Linked DNA regions of Mus musculus: region 1 is linked to region 2. The links are chromatin contacts, called in public Micro-C maps. All regions are on one chromosome and are shown on one strand. Each heading gives the region's core, a stretch centred on a gene start, on an enhancer-like site or on the middle of the called end of the contact. The rest is flanking DNA. Distances are from core to core; before and after follow the strand shown.

Evidence for each region. A called contact is a pair of places that touch in the nucleus more often than the background predicts.
Region 1: a contact with region 2 is called in a Micro-C map of the AtT-20 cell line, with 3 times the contacts expected there. The contact joins two enhancer-like sites. A contact is called at or near these places in 7 of 484 Hi-C or Micro-C datasets (the AtT-20 cell line, cerebellar granule neurons, embryonic fibroblasts and 3 more) and 1 of 9 other capture datasets (embryonic stem cells).

Annotation. Positions count from the first base shown.
Region 1 is chr10:91,730,827-91,735,305 of GRCm38.p6, forward strand. No RefSeq gene overlaps it. Among named protein-coding and RNA genes, the nearest start is that of Gm31592, 160 kb to the right of the region's middle. Within about 2 kb of position 1,930, at least 6 of the 459 cell types and tissues checked have an H3K27ac peak or open chromatin away from gene starts, as enhancers often do. A contact at or near this core is called in the AtT-20 cell line, where this site is marked.
Region 2 is chr10:91,295,702-91,300,227 of GRCm38.p6, forward strand. No RefSeq gene overlaps it. Among named protein-coding and RNA genes, the nearest start is that of 4930534H03Rik, 77 kb to the left of the region's middle. Within about 2 kb of position 2,325, at least 4 of the 459 cell types and tissues checked have an H3K27ac peak or open chromatin away from gene starts, as enhancers often do. A contact at or near this core is called in the AtT-20 cell line, where this site is marked.

The sequences.
Region 1 (4,479 bases), core at 680-3,179, 430 kb after region 2:
ATATTTGCACAGGCGCTCTGAGGCAGATGGGCGAGGGAGAGAACATCTGGAGGAGACAAGGTAAGGGCAGTAGCCACATAGACAGGGGACACCTATTGTTACTTTGGAGTAAAGCATGCAGACCAATGCAACTTGCAGGGTCACTTAGCACCAAACGAAGCAGAAAGGAAAAAAGATCAATGAAACATCTAACCCTGGTGTGTTTGTTGTGAATATATATATATATATATATGTAGTAGCTTTCCAATGGAGTACTTTTGAAAATCAGTGATAAATGTGCTCAGAGTCACCATGTCATAGTTCTTGACCGAGTAGCCTATTACCAGAAAGGCATCCTAAGGAAATAGGACCAGAGAAGCAAAACATCCTCTGTGAATCAATAAGGTCATTGTAGCATTAGCTCTGCATAGGAAGGCATGAGGATGAAATATGAGGTGCTTAAATATAGTGCTTAATAAATTAATATCAATATGTAGATATTTATTCAGCTATTAGAAGTGATAAGTGCAGAAGATAAAAGCATGAAAAATATGGCTTTCTGGTAGCTGAAGAAAGCGAAGCCAAAACCGATTTGTATTGTTCCATGTCAGCCATAACAAATGAGTGCGTGTGCTCTTAGGCATGGCTACAGTGCTGAGAGCGTGGATATTTGAAGTAGGTGAACCAATTTGGGGCACTGTCTTTTGTTTATAAGCTCTGTTTCTTGAACTATCACAATAATACTCCTTCAAACCTTACTTAGTGCATCTATAAAACTGGAGGAAAATATCACCTTTTTAACATTGTCATAAACATTAGCAAAATATATAATCAGAGGCTAATACCCAACATTTTGCAGCAAGGACTCAACACACAGTAACACTATTGGTCATATATAGATCAGAACTAGAAGGTGATACCCAGAGATATAAGAGAACAAACTCAGGAGGATGAAATTATTATGGGTGATGCTTTCCATTATATATATATATATATATATATATATATATATGCATTCCATGTGTAATCTTATTGTATATACATTTTTTAAGGAGGAAAACATAAAAACATAACGCCACAATTCCACCCTTTAGCTTATTTTAGCTCCCCCAGTTACATAGCTAGCTGGCTAGAATAAGTGTTTGCATTCAGTGCAGTTGTACAGAGCAGACCATTTTTAGTTAAGGCTCATGTCTGTAAAGGTACCATGAAGGCGTAAGCCTGGGGTGAAGAGAAAGCAAGGTTAGGAGCCTTGCTTGCTCATACATTTCTCCTCTTTTTATTGCCCTTGGCTCTCCCAGCTCTTTGTTCTCTCCTGGACAGTTGCTGCTGGAACTGGTACATTCCCGCTAAATGGCACTTTAACCCTGCTATTCCCACGACTTAATGCTATCTCTTTAATGGACATTTGCATGGCAGATGGCGCAAATGGCCTAGCAAATATATACTGGGTCAACTTTAAAGAACTGCCAGATTGATGGCTTTGTTGGCTGTGTGCCTCCAAGCAGACACACGACTGGAAATTGCACAGGAGCTCAAATTTTCGGAACAAGTTGTGGGCTCTCCCCCCATCTCCCACACTTGCTATGAGGGATCAGAAGGACAGGTGAGGACAGGGCTAGTGTGGTTGGCTTCACTTTTAAATAGACGTTCATGTGGGCAGATGGGTTGGCACACGGTGTGAGAAGTGGGAACGCAACCTTTCTACTCCTAATCCTGTTTGCATTAGATTTGCCCAGGAATGGAAGCCAAAATGTTAACCTGTTCAGTCCCAGAATGTTCCCTGGACTATAAAGGTGATCATCTTTCAATGAGTGTCATGAGCGCTGATTGAGAAGAGTTGCAGAACTTTTCCCGTATTTGTCCAGGAAGACTGGCTGGTTTACTTAGTCTTTCTTAGTATTTAACAACTTTCATGGAAATGCTGACTGTTGATTTAGCTTCTGTCTCTCCTTTGTCCCTGTGGCTTTCATCTCTGTAGCACACTTCTGACTGAGGTCTTTCCAGATAGACTGTAAGCTCCGAGGACGGGGGGCAAATCTATAGATACTTGCATCCTTATGATACTCAACAGAATCTTTTCCCTGTCTTCCTTATTGGTAACTACCAAGATCACCAAACAGGTACAACTTGCCCAGTTCATAATGCTATGGTAAGAGCCTGTCTTGCCCTGTGAGGCTCCCCCTACCCTAGCCCACATATGGTTATAGACTTATATTACAGTGAAGAGTGCCAAGGTTTAATGAACTTATAGGTGACTCTGAATATCACATCATGCTAATAAACATCTCTAGGAACATTTCCCTGCCCTGCACCTTCTGAATGATATTCCTCTAAATGGTCACCTTGGAATGTCCTACTCTGAGTCCACTTACAGATTCTGAGTGAGTTTCCTCCACAGAAAAGTCCCAGTTCCTGTTCTTACGAAGAAAGATTACAATGGACAGTTCTGTCCTTGGAGCTCGAAGATTGTGAAGGAAGAACTCTTTGCAAGGAAGGGTAGAGCTGAAGTCTGGAAATATGAACCTGGGACTAGGGATTACTTCAGTGGTAAGGTACTTGTTTAGTATATGCAAGGTTCAATCCCCAGTGTGGGAGCCGGGAGGTGACAAATCAGCTAGAAAATGTGAGCCTAGAGATATGTACACCACAAATGCCAGATGATCTTCACAGTACCAGATGAGGCTAGGACCAGAAGAAAAGGTGGGTCTGTAGCAGGCCAGATGCTAATGTGTCCTGTGCAGCCATGTTTAAGAACAGCCCTCTGATGTGCCTTGGGGTTCGAAATGTAAACATAGCCTTCAATTTACTGGACTAATGGTCCAGAGACTATAAAATCATGCTTATTTTTCAAAGTCCATACAATTGTTAAAACCCTGGACAATTAGGAGGTAGGCTTCTATTTATAGTCTCAGTCTTGAGTCCTGAAAATGTTGAAGGTGGGCTAATATCTATATATTCAACTTGTTTGTAGGATAGAGTTGGGACCAAAAGATGGTATCAACCCCCACATTTCTGTTGTCTGATTGAACCTTCCTATAGACAGATACCTTTAAGTATGATAATTGCCCATTAAGAAAGGTGGCAAATTCAGTCTCTGTTTGCCTTACTGGGGATACTTTTCTTAAGTAAACCCCAAACCACCTTGTGTCAGTCTCCTTACTCAACCCATATTGGAAGCCCTCCTGAAGTTAGGGAAGGCTCTGAATTACAGTCATTTTTAATATGACATAATTTCATTACATGTTATCCCCAAGCTGATGAGCAACTGAGTATTGCTAAGTTGAGGTCCTCTGGGCTTCCTTTCGTGAGAAGATAATTAGCTCATTAATGCTTCTGAGTGAAATGAAACAAAAAGCCCTTAAAGCCCTTGAAAATGATGTTTTCTACAAGAGGCTAATGTCTCCTATGCATTCTCATATACAGCTGGCTCATTCCCGTCATTTTGGTCTCAGATTTCACGAAGATGAACTTTAGCCTAGTCTAGATCAGAATGCATGGGACCCAACTTGCTAGGCTTGACAGACAGCGTTGATCTCTCTTTGTGGACACATCAGGTAAGATTCCCGACCTGGTATCCAAGTGTCCAGTCTCTCCTCCACAATACCTTGAGGACAGAGCAGTCATCAAGATAACGATTATTACAACTTATAGAAAACATTTCATTGTCTCTTTTCAAATGATTTTCGTAATCCCGCTATAAGCAGGAAGAAATTAAATTCAAAGGGAAAACAAGAGCTTTAGAGACCATCTGCTCAGATTTTCAAATTTGAATTTTATACATAAGAGCACATTAGCTGTGGGGAAAATGTGATCACATTTTTTTCTAAAGCTGTTTGAGCAATGAAGAAATGTCCCTCTTTGGGCTTTCTGCATGGAGGTAAAAGGCGCCATTTTGCTGAGGAAAATGAAATGGCTTCGGTATGGGGGAAATTTGCTATTCACCATCTTATATTTATGGAATGCTGAACTTACACAGCTCTTCATAAAATATGAAATAACAGCACAGGCCTCAGGAGTTCGTGAGGCATGTTAGACAAACACTGTTCCTGGGCACCTCGGAAAGAAAGCAGAGGCCATGACAGCCTGCAGGTGGCGGTGAATGACAATATGGAGAAGGGTAGGCTCCCTGGTGGCAGAGGGCGACCAAGAAGAAGGAACAGGTAGGGAAGGAAACTGCAACCGTTTCTAATTCTGACTCTCAACACTGAGTCCGATCCATGCATGGACTGTGCACCTCTAGGAATCTATTTTCTTGTCTGGGGATAGAGAAGAATGCAGTAGTGTCAATAAGAGAAGCCGAGGGCCGAATAGAGCAGAGAAGAAAGTCGACAGCAGTAAGACACACACTGGCCGCTGACCCCCAACCAGCCACAGTTGGTGACTTTCCTCGGAATGTTCCAGACAGCACAGTGCTTGATTAGGTCAGCCTGCTCCTCCTGCTGGCTCAAACCTACCTGCCTGACACTCGGTGACAGCAAGAAAGGTCACCGTGAACAC
Region 2 (4,526 bases), core at 1,075-3,574:
TTCTTTTGTCCTGCTATTATAAAAACTTCATGAGACTGGCACCATGCTGGAACATGGAATTCGGAGCACGTTGAATCTGTGTTCCCAGGCTATGGAACTCACCTTCGGCTTCAGAATAAACAGTATCTTTTTTTGAGGGGAGAGCTGTATTTTTTGTGCTGGCAGCTGACAGAAGCAGGCAGGGAACATTTCTTTTTCTCTAAGCTTCCAACTAGCACCTGGGTGGTGTGAGCGTTCAATCCCGTGGGTCTGTGAAAAGCGTTCCCTAGGGATGGGAGATGCTGCCCAAGGCAATCGGCTCTATCCAGCCCTTGCCTTCTCTGTCCCCCTCGATTCCCTCACTGCAGAGATTGTGTGGCAGAGATTGTGATTACTACCATTTTATATGCCCTGGAAAGTTGCATTTATTTACGTTGACTTCCTTCTTAACCAGCGGGGGTGGGGATGGGGGGGTGAGACGGGACGACGACGACGACAGTTCTAAGGTTCTATCAGGTGGACATGACCTACAAGGGCTGGCGGACGGATGAAGGTCACAAAATCAGGTTCGGCCTCTGATTCAGGAGCCGGGAAGGCGATGGAAGTGTATCCCTCCTGAGGGTGTGAGTCCAAGCTTAGGAATTTATCAACGTGTGTCTGGGATCGGATGCAATGAGCCTCTTCCATTTTCTCATGAAACAAAAAACTAGTTTCTGATTAAAGCTGGCTGGGACTTCCTGAGATACGGAAATTAATTCATCTGGAGATGGTGGGGGTATCCTGTCTTTGTCTGGCTTAACAGATAAATAGTCTCATTTGCATGTGGGGATCATGTGTACTCCCCGACTGGTGAGAGAGCAGTGACGGTGACATTGAATTTGCATATCCCCCCTTCACTGATGTTGGCAGGGCTCCTTTGAAGGTGTCCTGGATTCTGGATCTATCCTCCCCTGTTCTTGTTGGAGGTCCTTTTGCTCTGTGCCTCCTCAGGTCACATTCAGACGCTGGTGTGGCAAAACCACAGTGGTTTGAGATGAGGAGGCTTATTTCATTTTTTTGCATGACACAGCCTTCACATAGCAAGGGGAAAATCACTCCGTGCTGCTTTCTCTCAAGCATCCCTCCATCATTTAGAGTTGATGCTGATTTTTTTTTGCATAAAGCTCACTGTGGCAAGTGTTTTAGACTTTGTCTCCTTTATTTTCTCACTACTCAGTTGTGCCCTTTTAGTTCAGGAACACCCATGGTCAGTGTGTAAAGGACCAATCATGGATGGGTGAAACTTTATTTGCTAGAACTGTCGGTTGGTGAGGAGGAGAAGAGAATCTGGCGAGTTAAGCTTTCATTACTGTATCCTAATTACACAAAATAGAGGATTTCATGATGACATTTTCATACGTTTGTATAATGTGCTTTGATTACATCTACCCTTCCATCACCTTCCTGAATCCTTCCTTCCCCCACCCCCAGGACTCCTTCTCAACTCAAACACCTCCTCCCACTCTTAGGCTTGCTTTAAAACATTCACGGTCTTCTGTTCATGAGAGAAAGCAAGTAGTGTTGGTCTTTCCAAGTCTTGCTTCACCTTCAGCCCCATATATTTTCCTAAATGAAATAATGTCATTCTTCATGACTGAACGTAACTCCACTGTCTATAGATTATTCATTTCTATATGAATTCATCTGCTGATGAAAACCAAGGCTGACTCCATTTTCTGGCTCTTGTGAATAGGTTTTCATTCCCTCCCTCCCTCCCTCCCTCCCTCCCTCCCTTCCTTCCTTCCTTCCTTCCTTCCTTCCTTCCTTCCTTCCTTCCCACCATGTAGAAGCCGTTTATCTAGATCAACTTTCCATCCCTTCAAGCACCCATTTGTTGGGATCTATACATTTTACAATTTGGTGGCTTGGCAGGCTGAGTGAGAAGGGTCTAACCTCGGGAGCTGTTGTAAATATCAAGTGTGTGACATCATTTTCTTTAAGCCACCGTGGCTCTGTTTGAATTCCTGCACCCGTATGGTGAAATTAAATTTGTCTGTCTACCTTAGTTCTCTGGTTAGACTTCTGAGTGCAGACAGCCTTAGGCTGCCATCCTCAGATTTTTAACAAATGTATAGTCGCGGAAGTCCTGAGCCTTTTATCCTTTACTGTGAGGGCCTGGGTCTTTCAGATCACTTTAGGTATGTGTGACCTCCTTTTGTATTCTCAGACGGTGTATACAGTCAGAATCTCCCCTATACAGGGCCGGGAGAGTCTGCTTTTGCTATTTAGCAGCCATAGGATTCTCTTAAGCTATGCAAAATAAGAGACTTTATTTCATCCACTAGAGGGCGCTGTGCACCAAGGGTAGCCAGTTCCATCCTTTCTGTTAGAGGGATGAATTAAGGATTAATGAAACCCATATTCAAACCTTGAAACTATATCACCTATCATAAACCACAAACCAAAACACCACACTAGCAATGTACTTTATAAAAGGAAGAAATGCAATTTATTAGCAACTTGCACACTCCAGAAGGTACAGGCCTTCTCATTAAATCAACCGAACGTTTCTTTTCCTTTCTCACAAACCCAGGCTGTCTGAATGAAGGTTGTCTCAGTGTGAGCTGCTTAGCCGAAGTCCTTAGGATCTTTGCGGGATGGGGTGGGAGTGGGGGTGGGGGATGACAGCTTCAAGTTTGGTTCTGTTAAAAACAGAGCCCTTTGCTAAAAACAGAAGCCTTTGGAAAGCACCTTCTCCCACAGGAAAATGACTTAACACTTTAGAGAAACTTACAATTAATATAAAAAATACAACTGTCCCCTAAGTGTTCAAATAGATGATGCCAATAGCTAACAGGGAAGACTGAACATGAACTTTGAGGCATATGAACTTTTTCTTGCTGCTACCGATTTTTAAAAGCTTTTCATTACTATAACCACACGTCTATATCTCTGTGCTTTGAAGGAAAACATTCAAATTCTCTTCCCTTTCCTTCCTTCCCTTCCCTTCCCTTCCCTTCTCTCCCCTCCCCTCTCTTTCTTTCTTCTCTTCTCTCCCCTCCCCTCTCTTTCTCTTCTCTTCTCTTCTCTTCTCTTCTCTTCTCTTCTCTTCTCTTCTCTTCTCTTCTCTCCCCTCCCCTCTCTTTCTTTCTTCTCTTCTCTTCCCTCCCCTCTCTTTCTCTTCTCTTCTCTTCTCTTCTCTTCTCTTCTCTTCTCTTCTCTTCTCTTCTCTTCTCTTCTCTTCTCTTCTCTTCTCCCCTCCCCTCCCCTCCCCTCCCCTTCCCCTTCCCCTTCCCCTTCCCCTTCCCCTTCCCCTCCCCTCCCCTCCCCTCCCCTCCCCTCCCCTCTCTTGCTCTTTCATCTTTTCCCCTTTACCGTCACCCCTCTCCAAATTCTACTTAGCTGCTAAGCCTTCCCTTGAATTCTGACTGCCCATAAGGTTCGTGCCCTCTGCTCCATGGTTTTCTTGCCTGTCATGGAGTGCCTGTCTCTGAGGCTGTTATGAAGTTTTTACAGCATTCTTTTTTCTTTTTTCTGTAACTTTCAACTTTGCAGATTGTTTTCTCTCCCTTCCCTTCCCCTTTCCTTTCTTTGTGAGTCTGATGATTGCATCTAGCACTTCACAGCACAGCCAAATGAACACCCCTTGCCAGTCACATAGGACACAAGGCTTCTCTTGAATCTTAGCTTGTGCTGTCCAAGAGTCATCCAACCAGGCACTCACGGAACCACCCCTTCTCTACCTTATGCCCGGTTCCCTTGCAACCCTCTCATGTTGCTGCCATATAAGAAAACACATTTAATTTCAGACAGACTAGTTATTAAACGTAAGATATTAAGGACATTAAAGGCAATTCTCTGGTGTTATTTTTTCCACCCTGGAGTTCACATACCTTTTCCTGATGAATCTTTTTGTCATTACCAGGACCACTCATCTATTCTTAATGGCCTAGCAAACCTCATCATAGGCCTTCTCCTGAAATGTTGCTCTCTGGAATTTTATCTCCTTTATTAGGTTAAGTTGTTGCATTGAATCTGGTGAACAGATTTAAAGTTGGGGCAGCAGTAGAGCAGATGCTACTGACTGGTCACCCCCAAGGTGACCAGGCCAAGCTTTTATGGAAACTGTGTTATTTAGACCGTATTTCGATTTTAGACTCTTATCTCCACTAAAAATTACATTTATTTCTTTCTTTATTTATTTGGTGTGTGCATATGTGTTGGCACGTGCATACCGTGACATGCATGTGGGAATCAGAGGACCGCTTTCAACAATCTGTTCTCTCCTACCATGTGGGGCACGGGATTGAGTTTAGCTAATTAGGCTTAGTGGTAAGTGCCTTTACCCACTGACCCATTTGCTGTATGTCTATGCTATACACAAGGGAACTGAGAGCTAAAAGGAAGTCAAGAAACGTGATGTAATTGGCCCAGCTAGCCAATGGCAAGAGGAGAGGGGAGGACACGGAGTACACTGGCTTCAGGACTGCTCCCATCTTCCAGAAATGTGCTCTCCTGGTGAGAATTTGAGTCTAAGAAAGGACAAAGGCCAGACCGTGTATGAAAAT